Regions from separate parts of the Gossypium hirsutum genome. Here regions 1, 2 and 4 are each linked to region 3. Evidence: chromatin contacts called from public Hi-C data. All regions are on one chromosome and are shown on one strand. Each heading gives the region's core, a stretch centred on a gene start, on an enhancer-like site or on the middle of the called end of the contact. The rest is flanking DNA. Distances are from core to core; before and after follow the strand shown.

Region 1 (4,601 bases), core at 1,117-3,616, 840 kb before region 3:
GGGATGTTAGCAAATCCAGGAGTTGCCCGTTGTCTTTTTCTTGGTTCGTATGTGGCATTAGCAGTTTTAGTGTCTGATGCCTGTTGATTCCTCTGACGGCTTACCGGGCAGATTCCTAAGGCAATGTGTCTCTTGAGGTGGCTAGTTCCAGCTAGCTTTGAACCAGTAATGTAAGCAAAAGATTTCTTGCATTGATTACAGCAGGCCCTGATACATCCATCTCCTACAGTCTCCACAGTGAAATGATCCCAGACAATAGACTTCTTCCTCCTGCGTTTATTGGACTGTACTTCGGAACTAACAAGGTCATTGTTGTCTGTAGGAGTAATAGGTGTAACCGGAATGATTGCAGTCTCCATCTCAATGTACCGTCCTGCAATGAAGATGAGACAGCAGATGATAAAGTTCTCAAAAGTCAATGAAAAAAACACAAGACAGACACCATGAAGACAGCATATTGTAGTAGAAGAGAATACTACTATTGATGATACCCAAAGGCAAGTTTAGATATTCACAGTAGATTCAAAACTCATAGAATAATGACAAGCTTCTTAGAATGTTTCCATTATCTACGAGACAATAGTTATTCAAATTTACAAAATAACAAACAAGAGCAGGAGTTAACTAATTTTTATGATCCTCAGATAGATATTAGTAACCAGACAAATTTGAAGAGATGGCTTAAAAGACTGAGCAATTGAATATTAAAAGGTATGCAGAGAAGCTGGCTTTACAGTGAACATTAAAACTACAACATTCAGGTTAAAAGACAAACTTGAAATGATTCTAAGCCAAGCCTAGAATTCAAAAAGCCTTCAAGAGTCTACGGTAAACAAAAGCAGATGCGTTTTAGCCAGAAAAATAACAGTTGGAACTTGATAAACACATTAACTAGACTTGGTAACTCAAAGCTGCAAAGTCTAAAGACCAATTTATTCCCACATCTGGACATGAAAGACAACTTAAATAAACCAAAAAATAAAAAACACTGCTCCCATATATCTTGCTAATTGGCAGGATCAAACCCAACTTTTATATACCTAAAAATGTGGGCATGCCCAGATTGATGAGCTAACCTTATCATTATGGACCAAAAAGCCCAGTGGATATGCATAAGCAACTTGACTAAAGTGCCTTCAGCTGAAGTGAAAATCCACAGGTCCCCAACCCAAAGACACAAAAACCAAATCTCTTATTTATCTATTTATTGCCTAAGACCCCCAGTATCAACCTCTTCCGGAGCACCTAAATGGGAGGAAAGTTTTGTTAGCACCTACTTTCTCCACACAAGATCGAAATTAAGGAACATTGAACTCCTTACCACTCAAGTCCAACAAAAACCAAATCACTACCTTCCACATGGACTTTGTGCTGGAAAAAACCGTCGTTTGACCATTTATAAATTGAGAAACGAGAACCCACGAAAACAGGTAACAGAAAACGACTGCTTCTCAGAGGATGTAATGAGGAAAATAAATCCTACCACACTCATCCTATGAGTTCTACCAAGAAAAAATTTTCAATGAAACCCCATTGCAACACAAAAAAGGAAATAACTATCAGTCTCACACACTAAGAAGCCCATAAGAAAAGCAATTACAGTGAAATAAATTATGTGGATAAAAAAAGGCGAAAAACTGATTAGAAGATGCACATGAAGCAAAACATAAGCCAAATATGAAAACAACCAAGAAACATAATTTTGATTAACGTAAGCCAATATAAAAACCACTAAGAAACATAATTTTGATTAACACCAAGAATAAAATTTAAAAAAAAAAGCCTCACAAAAAGAAATACTCAATAAATACCAGATCCAAAAAACTGAAAACAAACTCTAAAATTGCAAAATTAGACATAAATAAACAAAACCCAACATATAAATCGAGGATTAAAAAAATAGTTGATACCTCGTTGTATCACCAACAAAACCCTGAAAGCAGATCCAAAACAACAGTTTCACCGATTTAGAGGCTTGTTTTCACCCGGAAACCGAAGGAATTAAAAAAATAATATATTTGAATTTCCGGTAACAGAGGGAAGCGCAAAGGAGGAAGATGAAGGAGGAGAACAAAGTCGGTTAATTGGGCTGAAGCACCCAAAGGCAAAAAAAAAGGTTCAGAGCTTTGAAGTTTAAAGCTTTTGTTTGTTTGTTTGTTTGTTCGCTGTTCGAGCGAGGGAGAGAAAAACAAAACCCTAAATTGGAATTGGACCTGAGCTGGGGTAGCTAGGGCTAAAACTATATATAATCAAAAAGATCTCGAGTTTAGGCCTTTTGAATGAGAGTCAGGGGGGCGAAAGGGGCATTTATGAGAAAAGAAAAAGAGAAAAAATCGTAATTGGATATGGACTGACTGACTCTCTCAAGGTCCAAATTTAATTTTCCTTTTTTTATTCATTCTGTGAAGGCGGTTCCATAGTATTTTTCATCAGCCACCCACTTGGTTTAATCTTGACCGTTCCTTTTACCTATTCATCTCGGCTTACGGTTCTCATGACTCACGGGTAGGTTAAACAATTATATTTTAATTTTCTTAGAAAATTCAAAAATCAAAATTAGACCGAACCTTACTCTAATCATGATTCATCAATGCATTTTTATCTATCTATATACGGTTATAACACTCCCGACTGAACTTAATTAGGAAATGATAAAAAAATATATTTCTTACAATCACGTTTTCTAATTAAATTTTTAAAGTAAAGAATTCAACAACCGAATCCACCTCTAATTCATTCAATATCCATAAATTCTTATTTAAATATTATAGTGCTATTATAAATCAGTTAAATCTCATGCATCTTACTTATAATAAATTACACATTTAATCATTAAAACAATCAACAAATTTCAACTATAAAAAAATTAAATTAGAATATGATGATATATGTTTTCGATTTGTAATATTTTGGTTAATTGTTCATTAACAAGATGATGAAGTGGTACGTAAATTAATATTTTTAAAATTAAATTAATAGTCGAATTAATCAAATTATTAATTTTTAGTTTAATTGATTTATTGTTTAATAATATAAAATCATAATAATTAAAAAAATTAAAAAAAAACCTCAAATAAACTTTGGCCTATGCTTTTAAGTTTAATTTAAATTAGCCCACCGTCTTTTCAGTCATAGGACATAGCCAACATAAAGTAAGAAAACCAAAAAAATTATTATCGCTAACTCCTTTCAATTCTCACTTGTCCTTTACCACCAAACCAATCTTTCTGACTTCCTCATTTTTCAGCTGCGATGGTCGTCGAAGAAGCAGATGGCTAAAGGCAGCTGAACTGGAGGCTGAAAGCCGGAAGGTGGAGGGAGATTGGAGACTAAAGAGTGAAGAGAGGTTGAGAGAGTCAGAGAGGCCGGATGGACGAGTGACGAGAGTGGTGGTTGCCCGGGTGGGTGTGGGTCTCAGGTTGTTTGTTTTTATCGGCTTGCGCAGACGAAAGAACCGGTCGGACAGGATTTTTACCGATTTCTTAGTTCACGGTTCAAACGGTTTTTTCTAGTGATCGGACCATTCTCAAATCAACCGAGGGATCCAATTTGGTTTAAATATCATTGACATTAACCCAAGGTGAATAGCTAATTCTACCTCTAAGCTAGTCAATATCGAACCGGTAGATGCATCAGTTTTTTATTAGAATTTTATATGTGCAGGTATTATATCGTTTTGTATTTATCAAATTTTTAAAAATATTTAAAAATATAAAATTAAATAAATTTCAAATATAAAAATATTAATCAATTATATAAAATATCATTCAATAAATTAACAAATAAAATTTCATCCTTTAACAAATTAAAAAAAATAAAAAATCATAGCACACCTTTAAACAACAATATTCTCACAACTTAATTCAAAAAACAATTTAAAATAAGATTGTCTCATACAAAATATATAAAAGGCTTACTGGTGTAGTAAATTCTCAAATTTAAAAAAAAAAACTATTTAAGTCCTTTTTTCACTCAATTGAGCAATTAAATTTTCAAAATATGTCAAAAGATTTTTAAACTTTTTTTAAAAAAAAGCAATTAAGTTTCTGTTTTTTTCTCTCAATTTGAGTACTTGAACTTTCAAAATACTTCAAAAAGATCCTCAAAATTTTTCAAAATAGCAATTAAGCCCTTGCTCTTATAAAAAATTAAAAAAACTGTAAAAAATAAATTTTAGAAAAATTATTAAATTTTAATAAGAATATAAAAATTTTGAAATTTATTAAAAATTATAAAAAAATTTATAAAAATCGCAAAAAATTAAAAATTATAAAATTTTATAAAAATCATAAAAATTTATAAAATGCATCAAAAAGTCTCTTTATCAATTAACTTTAACTGTTGATCGTTAAAGTTAACAACCCCTAGTTTTTTTTAATTAAAGTTATCATGTGTCGCAACACAACGTGACATGTGGCGAAAAATGATAAAAAATAAAAATCAATAAAAGTTATAGAAAAATTATAAAATGTTTTTTTGATACGATAATTTTTATAATTTTTTTATGAAATTTATATTTCTTTACATTTTTAAATATTTTACTTTTTTATATATAAAAATTTCATTTTTTATTATTTATTAATTTTAAAGTCAATAAACTC
Region 2 (4,022 bases), core at 731-3,230, 540 kb before region 3:
AGCTCATCCTTTTGGGATTTATTGTTAGTGCACAAGGTATCTATATTGATGAAGAATAGGTGAAAGCCATTCGAGAGTGGCCCACACCTAAGTCAATTACAAAAGTGTAATCTTTCCATGGATAAAGCTTTTATAGATGATTCGTGAAGTCCACCTTAGCAGCCCCTTTAACCGAAGTCATTAAGAACTCCTTTGGGTTTAAATGGGGAAAAGCCTAAGAAAAGGCATTTCAAGCATTGAAAGATAAGTTATGTTCTCCTCCTATTTTAAAACTATTTGATTTTTCTAACACATTTGAAATAGAATGTGATGCTTTTGGTGTTGGGATTTGTTGTAGTATTGAGGCAAGATAAGAGACCTTTAGCATATTTTAGTGAGAAACTTCATGGGGCCTAACTCAACTATTCAACTTATGATAAGGAATTTTGGTTCGAGCTCTCAAGGTATGGCTGCTGGAAAAAATCTTATGTAAAAAATGATTTTCTTACACAGTAGAAAATAAAAAATTTAAAAACCAGATCAATTTGTGATCTTTATAGCAATAGACTCTAGACCGAAACAATTGCTCAACCAATAAAAAGAAACAAGAAACTGAAAAAGTGATTTGAATATATCACTTTTTGAGCATTGGAAATGGCATAATATAAGGTCTGGTTAAGCTCCTCTTTTACTATTCCTCACTTTCACAGTCTCAAATGCAAACACATATACACATGATCTGTAAGCAAGAAGTGAACTCTAGTTTTGTGTCTTAATCTAAATGGTACATATCAAGGAAGTCGAAGTTTGGGTTTTAGAATCTAGATGACTGCAAAGTCTACTTCTCTTCACCTAAATTCAAAACCCTAAAATTCACCCATTAGCTTCCATTATAGAGAAAATCCTAATCTTTATCTCCCATTTCTCTCCCTATTAAATATTCAAACCCTAACACCAAAACCCCCCAAATTTACCCCCTTAACTTTCATTACATCACCTTGTAACAATACCCATGCCCAAACTTAGTCCCCACTTAACGATTCAATTCAAACCTTCAAAACCTTTTTTTGAAACAAATTAACCCTTTTTGAAACAAATTTCATGTTTACTTGAAACGAAATCTATCCTCATCCTCTATAAAGCCAAAATGACCCCTTTTTCAAAATTATATTGAAAAGGGTTTTAATTAAATAGAAAAAGAAACATAGAAGAAACAAAATTTGGGGTTGAAGGAAGAAGAAGAAGAAGAATAAAAAAAAGGAACAACATTAATTGTGGAAAAAGTCAAAAAAAGAAAAAGATTTTTTTTAAAATATATATTATGACATCACTATGACGTCATCTATACCATGTGTCACAATTATATTCTAGCACTTGTCCTAAACTTAACTACGCTAGGCTCAAGTAACGCTTTAAATGATAAGAAAAAAGTTCGAGTACCAATCTAAGATAAAAAAGACTATAAGTATCAATTTTAGAGAAGTGGATAAATTTTGATACTGATTTTATATTGAACCCATTTTTTAACAAATGACCATTTTTCTCTTTAATCTAATGAATAGGGATTAATTTACCTATTTTTGAGTAGAATAGACAAAATTTAATCCTACTCATTCTTTAATTTCATGTCACTTACATAAAAAAAAGTTTAAAAATAAGTCAAATCATCCCTTAGCAACAACTATGGATAAAATTTTTATTGAAATGACTAATTTACATGTTTTTTTAACATATAAGGACTAATTTATCAATTTTTTAATATAAGGGGGCAAAATGCAATCTACCTTTCAATATAAAGGGTTGATAGTACTTTTACATGTAGATATCTAAAATTGTTTCTATGACACTTTAAATTCAAAAGGCTATAACAAATAATATCTTATGTTTATGAATAGCCTATTATGTTGACGTAAAGACTTCTCTTTAAAAAAATAATAATATTTGTACAAAAAAATATTGAACCAATAAGAGATTAATTTTTTAAAATAAAATCTTGATTTAAGCAGAGAAAATGTTGCAATTGTACCTCTTAAATACGATTGTTATGTTAAGTCTTTTATGAATGGTCATTTAAATAATCATAGCTACAGTCGAACAAAAATAATAATAACAATCATAGCTACAAATTTTCAAAACCGAAAAGGTACTCGCTTTGCTAGTTGCTTCACTCGGTATATAGATGATGGCCCTCTTTTCTCTAGCAAGAAGGCTCCAAAGAATTCACTCTCAGATCCTATCCCCATTTTTCCTTCAGTATCCTGCCACTGTTCCCTCACCTTTTCCTTCTCCCTTAGTTCAACAACTTTATTTGTTCTCTTTGGCATTTCATCAAACATTCTTCATATCCTCTCAAACCCCAGTAGTGACCTCTAATTTCTCAACGCTCCAATCCCTTTCAAGCCAGACTCTAAACTACCCATTCGAGACCACTCCACAACCAAACCATGATCCTGGTCCGCAGGAACCAGCTCTTCTTCATTTGCTCAAACGGGTTGCCCATTTGAGCTCTGAAACTGAGGCCATGGCTTCCCTTGACGAGTCTGGGATCAAGGCAACTCTAGGCTTGGTGTGTTCAGTGATTTGGACATTGAGAGAAGAGTGGAGACTGGCGTTTTTGGCTTTTAAGTGGGGTGAAAAATGGGGAAGTAGCGGTGAAAAAACATATGAGTTGATGATATGGGTGTTGGGAAATCATAGGAAGTTTAACACGGCCTGGTGTTTGATTCGCGACTTATATCGTTCTTCTATGGATACAAGACGGGCAATGTTTATTATGATTGATAGGTGAGCCTCAGCTTGCTTTTCCTTTCATTGACTAGACTTAGTTTTGTGGCTATGTTTGTTTAGCATGCAAGTGGTTGTAAATATTCCTCTGTTCTTTGGATACACAAGATTTTTCTTTACAATATTACATGTATGACACAAATACTACATCAAGGTGAAAGAGCAAAACTATGACAAAGCCCTGTATTAAGTCAAGAATAACCATCTAAAGTTGAACTTACTTGAGACTGAAAGGTCCCAAGCCTCCATCTTACTGCTTAAGGCCTCATTCACACATTTAGGATCTTCATCAATGTGAATTAAGTTGCGAACTTAGTTATAACGTTGCTAATAAGCATAGTGATTGTACTTGTGTATTTTAAATATCTCGGTAACTCTATGTTGCAACGCTTTCTAAAAATGTGCGCTTTTCAGGTCAATAAATCTATAATTATAAGCTTGTTGTTGGTACTAAATTCCTTGTGATCTATCCAGAGTCATTAAGGGCGCAAGGTGCACTCAAGGCACTAGAAACCTTATGTTTCTTCCGAGACAGAAGGCACAGCAAAAAAACTCTCGTTTGAGTGAATACTATGCATATTTATATTTAAAATTCCTTTTTCCTTTATTTTAGCCAGTGTGCACCTTACCACATAGTCTTAAAGTTATTGTTGAAATCACTAGAGAACTAGAGAATTTAATATTGTCCAGTTTTTACTATTAGACCTAAGAGTTTTAAGGGTCAAAGATGAAAATAAAAGAAATGCAAGTGAAATTCCATCAGACCAGCTTCTTCTTCATTTTTTTTTTGCCTATTGCCTTAAAGAAATGCACACCTAGGTGCACCAGACATACATATGATCAAATGTGCCTTGCCTGAAAATGACAGGCACTTTTGTTGTGTAGCTATGGAACAGCGCTGTGACTAACACATGCCTTAACAACACTGGATCTATTTTGTTGCATTCATTCCCTCCTTCCACCCCCGTTTCTTCGCTTTTTGGTCATGTTCCCCTTTGTATTCATTTCAGTTAATTTAGTAATAGGTTGCATTGATAACAGTGTTCCAATTGATTGTTTCTGTTATAGTTTCTAAACTTCATAATTTGTTTATTTTTCTCCTTTTAAGTTCTGATTTTTAACCACTTGAGTCCTCTGCAGTTTGTCTAGTGAATTCTCCTGTATTGATGTCCTATCTTGGTGGACTGAGATCCTTGCTTCTTTTTTCTCCCACACTTTTCAGTGTGCATTTGCAATATTTTAAAACTGTTGTAAGTTAG
Region 3 (4,438 bases), core at 1,096-3,595:
AAAGTGCATCTTCCCTAAGCCTTCGAGACTTTAGGTTACCTAGAGAAGGCATACATATATTCATTAGTTATTTTTCCATAGATTTATTCGAATCTTGCTGGGAATTTTGAGGCTCCAACTTTTTGTAAAGTAGCTTGTATCTTCAGATTGGAATGTGTTGTTGTTTCCCAACAAATTTTGGTCCTCTGTAATGAGCCATTTGTACTTGCTCTTTGCTGTATAAACTCTAAAACTGTCACCTCTCAATATTATCTCATTTGTCTACATACTGCTCACCAGCGGGATGGATAATATTCTCTCAGCTTGCTCATCACTGAACAGCCTGTTGATGACCTTCTTTTACCAGGTAACCGACTCACTATCAATTAAATCTACAACAGTTAAGTATCTTAAATCAATATTTTGACTTTTTACTCTTCCATCACCAGGACTCGGCAACCACACATCATTCCATATGTTCATCGATTCACCATTCCCAATCTTCCACCTTGTGCCTTTCTCCAATAGATTACATGCACCCCAAATACTATGCTAGGTAAATGAAGGGTAAGACCTTAAACCTTTCTCCAATAGATTACATAGTATCCCAACTACATCAATGTATGCCTTTGTTAGATTATAAATTACGTCACCAAAATCTACACATCAAATTTTCTAAGTCTCGGCATAATGATACAGACAACATAAATTACTGTATTGCATAAACTGGAATGACTTATAAAACAATTTAATAAATATCTCATTTCCTCGTATCAACAAATTACGCACACTCTAAAATTAGTTTAATTTTAGAGGTAAAACATATATGAGGAAAAAAGGGAGATACAGCAGTTGGGAATGATGATTTTATAATGATGTGATTTAAAAAAATTTAAACTGTAAAATGAAAATATTAATACTAATATACATACAAATAAATGAAATTTTATATAAATATATGTGAAACAATTTGGTTGTGGGAACTATTACTTGAGTAGTATAAATAAATCCAACTAATAATGAGATCATGGATAACCCCAACGATTTATAATTAACTTTAGTTTGAATTTTTATTTTCCTCATGATTTTTGAAAAAAAAATTAATAATTTAAAATTTAAAATTCTTTTGCTCATTGAAATTTTTTAAAATTATTTGCTTTTTATTTTTAAAATTTAAAGAATGTTTTCTCATAATTTTTTTAAAATTTCTAAAATTTTGAATTTTTGTAAATTTAAATTGTTTTTTTACCTAACATGTAAGCTAAAATAGTGTGACGTAAGTAATGAAAAATTTGAAGCAAGGTCTAGAAGAATGAGAGAGGAATACAGAAAGCTTGAAGTGAGAGAAGGAATTGGAAGAAGAAGAAGACGCAACAGTGTTTGAAGGGATATCTTCTGCTTCAAACATCCCAATCTTTTAAATATTAACACTTCAATAAACTGTTTTATTTGGATGGTTAATGAGTTTGTAGAAAAATGTATTAAGCAACCATGCCAACGTTAAAAGTGATGTAGACTATTGGGACGTGGGAATCTTAGAAAAGGATTTAGCAAAGGACTTGAGATTCATGGCTCCCTTTCACGCTTCATTTACTCTTCTGACTCTTTAGCTTTATCTCATTGTTTGCGAAAAAAATGTTGGCAACCCAAAAACTCCATCTGCCTAACAAATTTCCCCTGTAAAGGACGAGGTTGGAATATCACAAATTCCCAACAAAATTATCACAACAATTTAATCATAGTTATATGCAGTTTCAGTCACCGATAGAAAACAAATGTCAACTCTTTTCCTCTCAATATAAATCTAAATTTATGTCCATCACTAAAATACCATCTAAATGAACACTAATTGTCAACTTGTGGACCCTCAAACAGAAAAGAAGAAGAAAGATGTTATCTCTCTCTCCCCGCGGATGCATATGGATCACTTGATTGAGTGCTTCTATGACAGGATGTTCCATTATCTTTTAATAAATTTGCACCATATCCTACTAAAATCATTCCCATTGTTGCAACCACTGGAATTTATATCCCATTCCGGTGTTGATCAATAAAGAATATAAATAATGATTGAAAACCAAACCCATAAAATTGTTATTATAGTTAAGGTTAATAAAACAATCCAAATATCAATGTATCTTACAGCATATTTTCTTTCAAAAATCGGATTATGAGATGGGATGGACATGGATTTTATTTAAAAATGTTAAATTTTTTAGTAGGGGTGGTTGCCTTTGTCCTTTCTTGAAATATTTGGCTCATATTTTAAAATATTAATTAACTATTTCATTGGTTGCAGTATATATAAAACTTCAACGGTATAGAGATGAAAAGAAAAAGCATGCTAGTCCCTCTACAAATCATTGTCACTATTGAAATATTTCCTCACCGGGAATCTAGTTCTACCTTTAAACAACTTTATAAAATGTCACTCTCAAATCCACTTCATTAGAAAAATCATAGTCTCTTTTTGTTTATCTCAATTCACAATTCCTCAACTTGTATTAAATTCTTGTTATAATGAAGGCTTGGAGATGAAACAAAGGTGACTCTCACAAAGCGAAAGTTTCTTATGCACTTGCAAAGGCAATGACAATGGCATTCATTAGACTGTTTTTCATTCTTCTATTTCTACTCCATTTTATTTTTGTCTCCAGCAATACGGGTTCACCTTATCCAAATCGTCGTCGTTATCCTTATCATGATTGTCTTCAGGGCCGATCTTTGGTTCAAGACAAGGCTGCACTTCTAGCATTCAAGAAGTCGGTATTAGTGGATCCAAAATCGACTCTTGCGAACTGGGAAGATGGTGTTCATGTTTGCAACTTCACTGGTGTCACATGTAACGAGCAACATCATCGTGTGACACAAATTGATCTCTCTAGCTCTGGACTTGTGGGGAAGATATCACCTTCCCTTTCAAACCTCACTGCTCTTCAACTCATAAACCTTTATGAAAACCACTTCTTCAGCAGCATTCCACCACAACTTTCCTCCCTCCCATGCCTCCAAACTCTTGTACTTAATCAAAATAACTTAAATGGTCCAGTGCCCGATAGTTTCGCCCTCCTCACCAGCCTCATCGTGTTTGCTGTTATGGAAAACAACTTGACAGGCCCCCTGCCTCCTTCCTTTTTCTCTAACTGTACTCAATTAAAAGTTATAGATTTGTCTTTCAACTACATCACAGGTCGAATTCCTATGGAAATTGGAAACTGTCCCGGTTTATGGACACTCAGTTTATACAACAATCAATTTGTTGGCCAGCTTCCTGCATCCTTAACCAATACTACACTATACAATCTAGATGTGGAGAACAATCATCTATCTGGTGAACTGCCTTCAGATTTAGTAAGCAAGCTTCCGAATCTTATGTTTCTTCATTTGTCATATAACAACATGAGAAGCCATGGAAATAACAGCGATCTTTATCCCTTCTTTGCTACATTAGGAAATTGTACTGGCTTGACGGAACTTGAAGTGGCTGGCATGGGACTTGGAGGAAAATTACCGAGCTCAATTGGTCACCCTAGTCTGAAGCGCCTCGAATTGCAGGAAAACCTCATAATCGGGTCGATTCCACCAGAAATTAGGAACCTCTCCAACATTACAATGTTGAACTTGACATCCAATTTTCTAAATGGAACAATCCCAGAAGAGTTGAGTTTATTGTTAATGTTGGAACGACTTCTTTTGTCCCACAACTTGTTCAACATCAGAATTCCTTTAGAATTAGCAAAATTGCCTCATCTCGGTCAGCTTGATCTCTCCAACAACAAATTCTATGGAGAAATCCCTGCCAGCTTTGGAGATTTACTTGCACTTCGATATTTGTTTCTCAATAACAATCTCCTTTCTGGGACAATACCGCCACAACTGTTCAAATGCTCCAATCTTTACATGCTTGATCTGTCTTACAACAAGCTAACAGGGAGGATCCCTCAAGAGATAATCGAAATACGTGAAATCAGAGGATTCATAAATTTGTCACACAATCTTTTTGAAGGGCTTTTACCAATTGAGCTCAGCAAGCTGGAAAATGTTGAAGAAATTGATCTCTCATCAAACAACCTTAATGGGAACATCTTCCCACAAATATCGAGCTGTATCGCAGTGAAAGCGATAAATTTCTCACATAATTCCCTCCAAGGCCAACTTCCGGAGTCTCTAGGTGATCTAAGGAACCTCGAATCATTCGACGTTTCGAGCAACAACATAGCTGGAAACATACCGATGAGTTTGAGCAAAATTAACCTCACATTTCTGAATCTTTCTTTTAACAACTTTGAAGGAATGGTTCCTACTAGTGGCATCTTCAATTCAGCCACATATATGTCCTTCTTAGGCAATCCGCGTCTATGTGGACTGGCGTCTACTAGGGCGACATGTCCGCGGAAGAAGCATTGGTTTCAATCACGTGCATTCTTGATTATTTTTATCCTAGTCATATTTGTCTCAG
Region 4 (4,126 bases), core at 1,600-4,099, 590 kb before region 3:
TGCTTTGAAAGTTCTTTCACTCACTTGATTGTGAGGTTTAGCAAATTATATATATGCGTAATTGTTCTTTGGTGTTGTGTAATATGTTCTCGACATTGGGTTTTTTTTTTTATGTACTCTTTTGAGAAAAAGTGTCAAAAAGTGCTCCATAAAAAATGGGATGCTAAGTGATGAACTAGCTGAAAGTCTGTTTCCTGCCTGGAATCTTTCTAGTGCTAAATTATTCGTCTGCGAATGAGATTCACTCAAAAGATTCAGATATCCTTCTAGTTTTGCTAACAAGTTACAGTAACCTTAATGGGTTTTTCCAATCTGTAATCCACAATGTCTGTATCGACTGATTTGATGTGATGTTCCAACGGCAGAACCGAACTGTCTGGTACATACTGTACTTTTCACCTTCTTCCCTTCATTAACTTGAATCTATATATGGACGACTCTACAGGACCTGGTATATAACAACATCCCCGATGTGAACTCAGATACCTCAATCACGTTGCATGTTAACACGCACAATTATCGTGAATTATACAATACCCGATATGTACCAAAGTTAAAAGTTAAAAAATAAGAATAGCACTTGATGATATAAAGCTAAATCAATCTCGAGTTTGACAGATAATACTTATTCCTGGAAAAGAGAATTCGGTCAAACCAACCACCTAGAGGGAAATACTTTCGATATAGATCAAAATTATAACAAATGTTGATCTTGAAAGTGATCAGATCGTTCTATTAATTAAAGGTGGAACCTCTAACAAATTCCTTTTCCAGCATTCCAGGTTTTCAACTGCATCTAGGACTACCGAGAAGTAGTAGCTTCCATCTGACAATCAAAAAGCTGCTGAAGGAAACAATCTGATTTGATCGAACAACTTAAACTATTATTTTGAAGAAGAAAGTCGTTGACTCCGTGCCTTGTCAGCTTTCTCCATGTAATCTTGGTGTGACTGATGCTTTGTTCCTACAAGGAAAATCAGGCCTTTGTTCAATTAGTTTTTAAGTGATCAACGTACCCAACAAACAGCATCCAATAATGAAATGAAACAACCACTCTTAAAACATTCAACTTCCTCAAGTATGCAACACAACATCCTGAGAGTTGGGTTAATTTGTCATCCTCGAATAACTTTCCTACAGTATTTTCACAGCAAAAGCACTACCAAACCTTTTTAACTTCGGTTGTTCAAATCATGGCAAACAAAAAGGGTAAGAAAAATGAACGAACCTATGTCAAGACAAGACCTGTATCCTATGCTTACACCCAAACCCAAGTAAGATAGCATTTAACCGCATCATTCTCACAGTACTCAACACAAAAGTTCTTGGGACTGAACACGAATTGACAAAGAGGAATAGCCTAGGACCTAGCCAATGCCAGCTCACAAAAGCATTTTTAAAGTCTGTCAAGATGTGATAGAGAAATACATATGCCAAATTCTGTCCGTAAACTTTGCCTTGACAGCCTGCTAAATCGCTCAACTTGCTTATGATGTCAACTTTCTAGGAAAGAACTATATATAAACCAGCAGCCATTGCTGTCAAGACAAGCGTATTGCTATTTTTAAATGAGTCTCTTGATCCATGTCGACAAAAACAAACACATTCTTTATATATTTAGATTAAAGAAAACGACTTTTGAAATCTGTAAAAGAACCATCAGAATCAGAAAAATTTGACTCAGAACCTGCTGCTAACAAAACTAGAAAAAAAGAGAAGTCAGAATTCAGCTTCAATATAGTTCCTCGACAACCTCAAGTTCCATTGACTTCAATCTCTTGTTTCATTCTTCTAAACACCAATTTTGGATAAATATAAACTCCAATGAGCAACTTCAAAAAAATGCGCACCAATTTGACAGATTCGTTAATGCTATGCTCAGGAATATAAAGATTCGGATTTCATTTACTGCATAAGTGAGAATGAAATGCATACATTCTACATGAACTAACTGAGATTCAATCTATTTATACATTTCAAGCTATAAAAACATGGTTTTCAAAAATCACAAATATCTATAGGACTTCCAAATTTATTACTAAGTAGACCCTTAACAAATCTATGGATTTTAAAAATAATAACGAAAGCTGCATTTCGCATAATCTACACTGTTTTATACATCCACTATTTTATATATCCGAAGCCATCAGATGGAATTCAAGTTCCAAAAGCTACCTAAAAGATCCTTCAGAATCACTGAATTTTGCGGACCATTTCCAAAAAAAAATGCAAATTCATTTACCCAAATCATGAAGGAAAATTTGTCCTCAAATTCACTTACTCCAAAACTAAAGTCAGTGATGCTATATATCTATCTTTGCTTTTGTTCATTACATTGAGATAAATCATACAAATTCCTCAAATTTGCAATATATTTAGAGTGAGAAACCCAAAGATACATCTAAAACCCTACCCCAACCCCCCCCCCCAAACCGAAAAGTAAATGCAAAGCTGAAAAAGAAAAATGAAGGAAAGAGAGAAAGGCACCTCGGTTCATGAGAAACCAAGGGGCACCAAAAACGAGGGCGACGATGGCGATGCCAGCCATTACATGCTTCTTTTCACCGCTATATATGTAGTGTTCCATTCTCGCCCTGAATCCTCCTCCTCCCACGTTGGCGGTGTTTTTTGCTTCGTTCCCCATTTCGCCCCTAAATCAACCAATTAATTACTTAAGATTACCCTCAAAATCTCCTTTCTGCAGCTTTCTCCGCTGCGGTGCTGTTTGTAGATTTTAAGGCTTCACCGCCTCTAGGACTGGAGGAGTGTTTGGTAGTTGGGTTAGGATACCTCCGCAGTGTCAACTTATATAACTTCACTTTTTCTTTTTTATAATAATTTATTTTTGCCTCCAACTTTATAAAAAAAAATTATTTTATCCTTTTATTTAATTTTTTAATTTTTTTAATTTATATTATTTATCAAATCAATTCAAAATAGAAGAAAAAGCTAACATCAATTAATTTTATTGAACACATCCACGTAACAATTAATAAAAGTTTTAAATATTAAAAATTTCAAAAGATATATAATTATTAAAATTAAAATATATTAAATTTATTTAAAAATAATAAAAAATATATTTTTTAACATTTTTAATTTTTAAAAAATTAATTAATTACCAACATAGACAGCCATACCAATAAAATTAACAAACATTATAATTTTTATCCATTTTAAGATAATTAGTCAAATAATACAAGCTCAAAGCCGAAAAATTAAATTAAAGATGAAAGACCAAATAAATCATTATATCTATTTTATTTATTATTTAAATTCTAATCATGAATTCAAATCTCCTTCAATATCAATAATCTAAACAACTTATCTGCTATATAATTCAACATATGAAAAACATGAATTACAATAAGCATCCAAAAATTTAAGTTTTGAAAATAATGTTTACTTATATTTTATTAGAAAATATATTATTTTTCAAAAACCAATTAATACTTATGGGTTAAATTTACATGTAAGTGTATCAATTAAGCTTTGAGGGATGTGACAGTTTCTTTTTTTTTTCATTGGCATGTAATAAAAAACTAATTTGTTGTCTCTCTAAAAGGAGAATAATTTTTTTTTAATAATTCATCAAAGTTTTGCAATAAGGCAATTCATGAAAATTCAAATTAGCACAAAAATTGATTGCGTTTTAAAATTTGATATTAGGTGCCAACAAAACAACATTTTGGACTTATATTTTATTTCGTATTTAGAATATGCAGTATCATTTTATTCTATTATAGCAAAAGTTTTCTCCATATAAAAGGTTTTACGGAAAATATTTTCTGCATTTTCCTGTGTTTGTTTTACAGAAAATAATTTAGTCAACGGAAAATAAATTACAGGTCAAGATAAAATAAGTCATTTTTTTCTGTAAAATGATTTACCCTTTTAAAAAGCATAAATCATTTTTCAGAAAAGAGCTCGTCTATATATAATTTTATTTTTATACAAAAATTAACTTAAATCAAGCTTAATATTATTATATTGATAATAAATTTTATTTTTATTTTTAAAAATATTTAAAATATTATATTTTTAAATATTATTAAACATACATATTTAATTATTTATATTTAGTCATATAATAAATTATTAATATAATAAGTATAACTTATTATTT

Evidence for each region. A called contact is a pair of places that touch in the nucleus more often than the background predicts.
Region 1: a Hi-C map of leaf shows a contact between it and region 3, with 5 times the contacts expected there. The contact joins the promoter of LOC107961776 here to the promoter of LOC107962278 in region 3. A contact is called at or near these places in 2 of 34 Hi-C or Micro-C datasets (both in leaf).
Region 2: a Hi-C map of leaf shows a contact between it and region 3, with 2.6 times the contacts expected there. The contact joins the promoter of LOC107962968 here to the promoter of LOC107962278 in region 3. A contact is called at or near these places in 2 of 34 Hi-C or Micro-C datasets (both in leaf).
Region 4: a contact with region 3 is called in a Hi-C map of leaf, with 2.7 times the contacts expected there. The contact joins the promoter of LOC107961780 here to the promoter of LOC107962278 in region 3. A contact is called at or near these places in 6 of 34 Hi-C or Micro-C datasets (callus, hypocotyl and leaf).

The regions. Positions count from the first base shown.
Region 1 is chrA06:61,268,989-61,273,589 of Gossypium_hirsutum_v2.1, reverse strand. LOC107961776 (zinc finger BED domain-containing protein DAYSLEEPER) reads right to left here and starts at 2,366. Exons shown (of 2, transcript XM_016897904.2): 1 at 1,911-2,366; 2 at 1-373. The coding sequence starts at 359.
Region 2 is chrA06:60,967,723-60,971,744 of Gossypium_hirsutum_v2.1, reverse strand. LOC107962968 (pentatricopeptide repeat-containing protein At1g80880, mitochondrial) reads left to right here and starts at 1,980. Exons shown (of 2, transcript XM_016899554.2): 1 at 1,980-2,763. The coding sequence starts at 2,159.
Region 3 is chrA06:60,427,955-60,432,392 of Gossypium_hirsutum_v2.1, reverse strand. LOC107962278 (putative leucine-rich repeat receptor-like serine/threonine-protein kinase At2g24130) reads left to right here and starts at 2,345. Exons shown (of 2, transcript XM_016898593.2): 1 at 2,345-4,438. The coding sequence starts at 2,569. LOC107962279 (a long non-coding RNA gene) reads left to right here. Exons shown (of 2, transcript XR_001701572.2): 1 at 1-346; 2 at 429-656.
Region 4 is chrA06:61,023,347-61,027,472 of Gossypium_hirsutum_v2.1, reverse strand. It overlaps LOC107961780, which reads right to left and starts at 2,849. Exons shown (of 2, transcript XM_016897910.2): 1 at 2,488-2,849; 2 at 561-964. The coding sequence starts at 2,644. The coding sequence ends at 885. It overlaps LOC107961779 (magnesium transporter MRS2-1), which reads left to right. Exons shown (of 8, transcript XM_016897908.2): 8 at 1-82.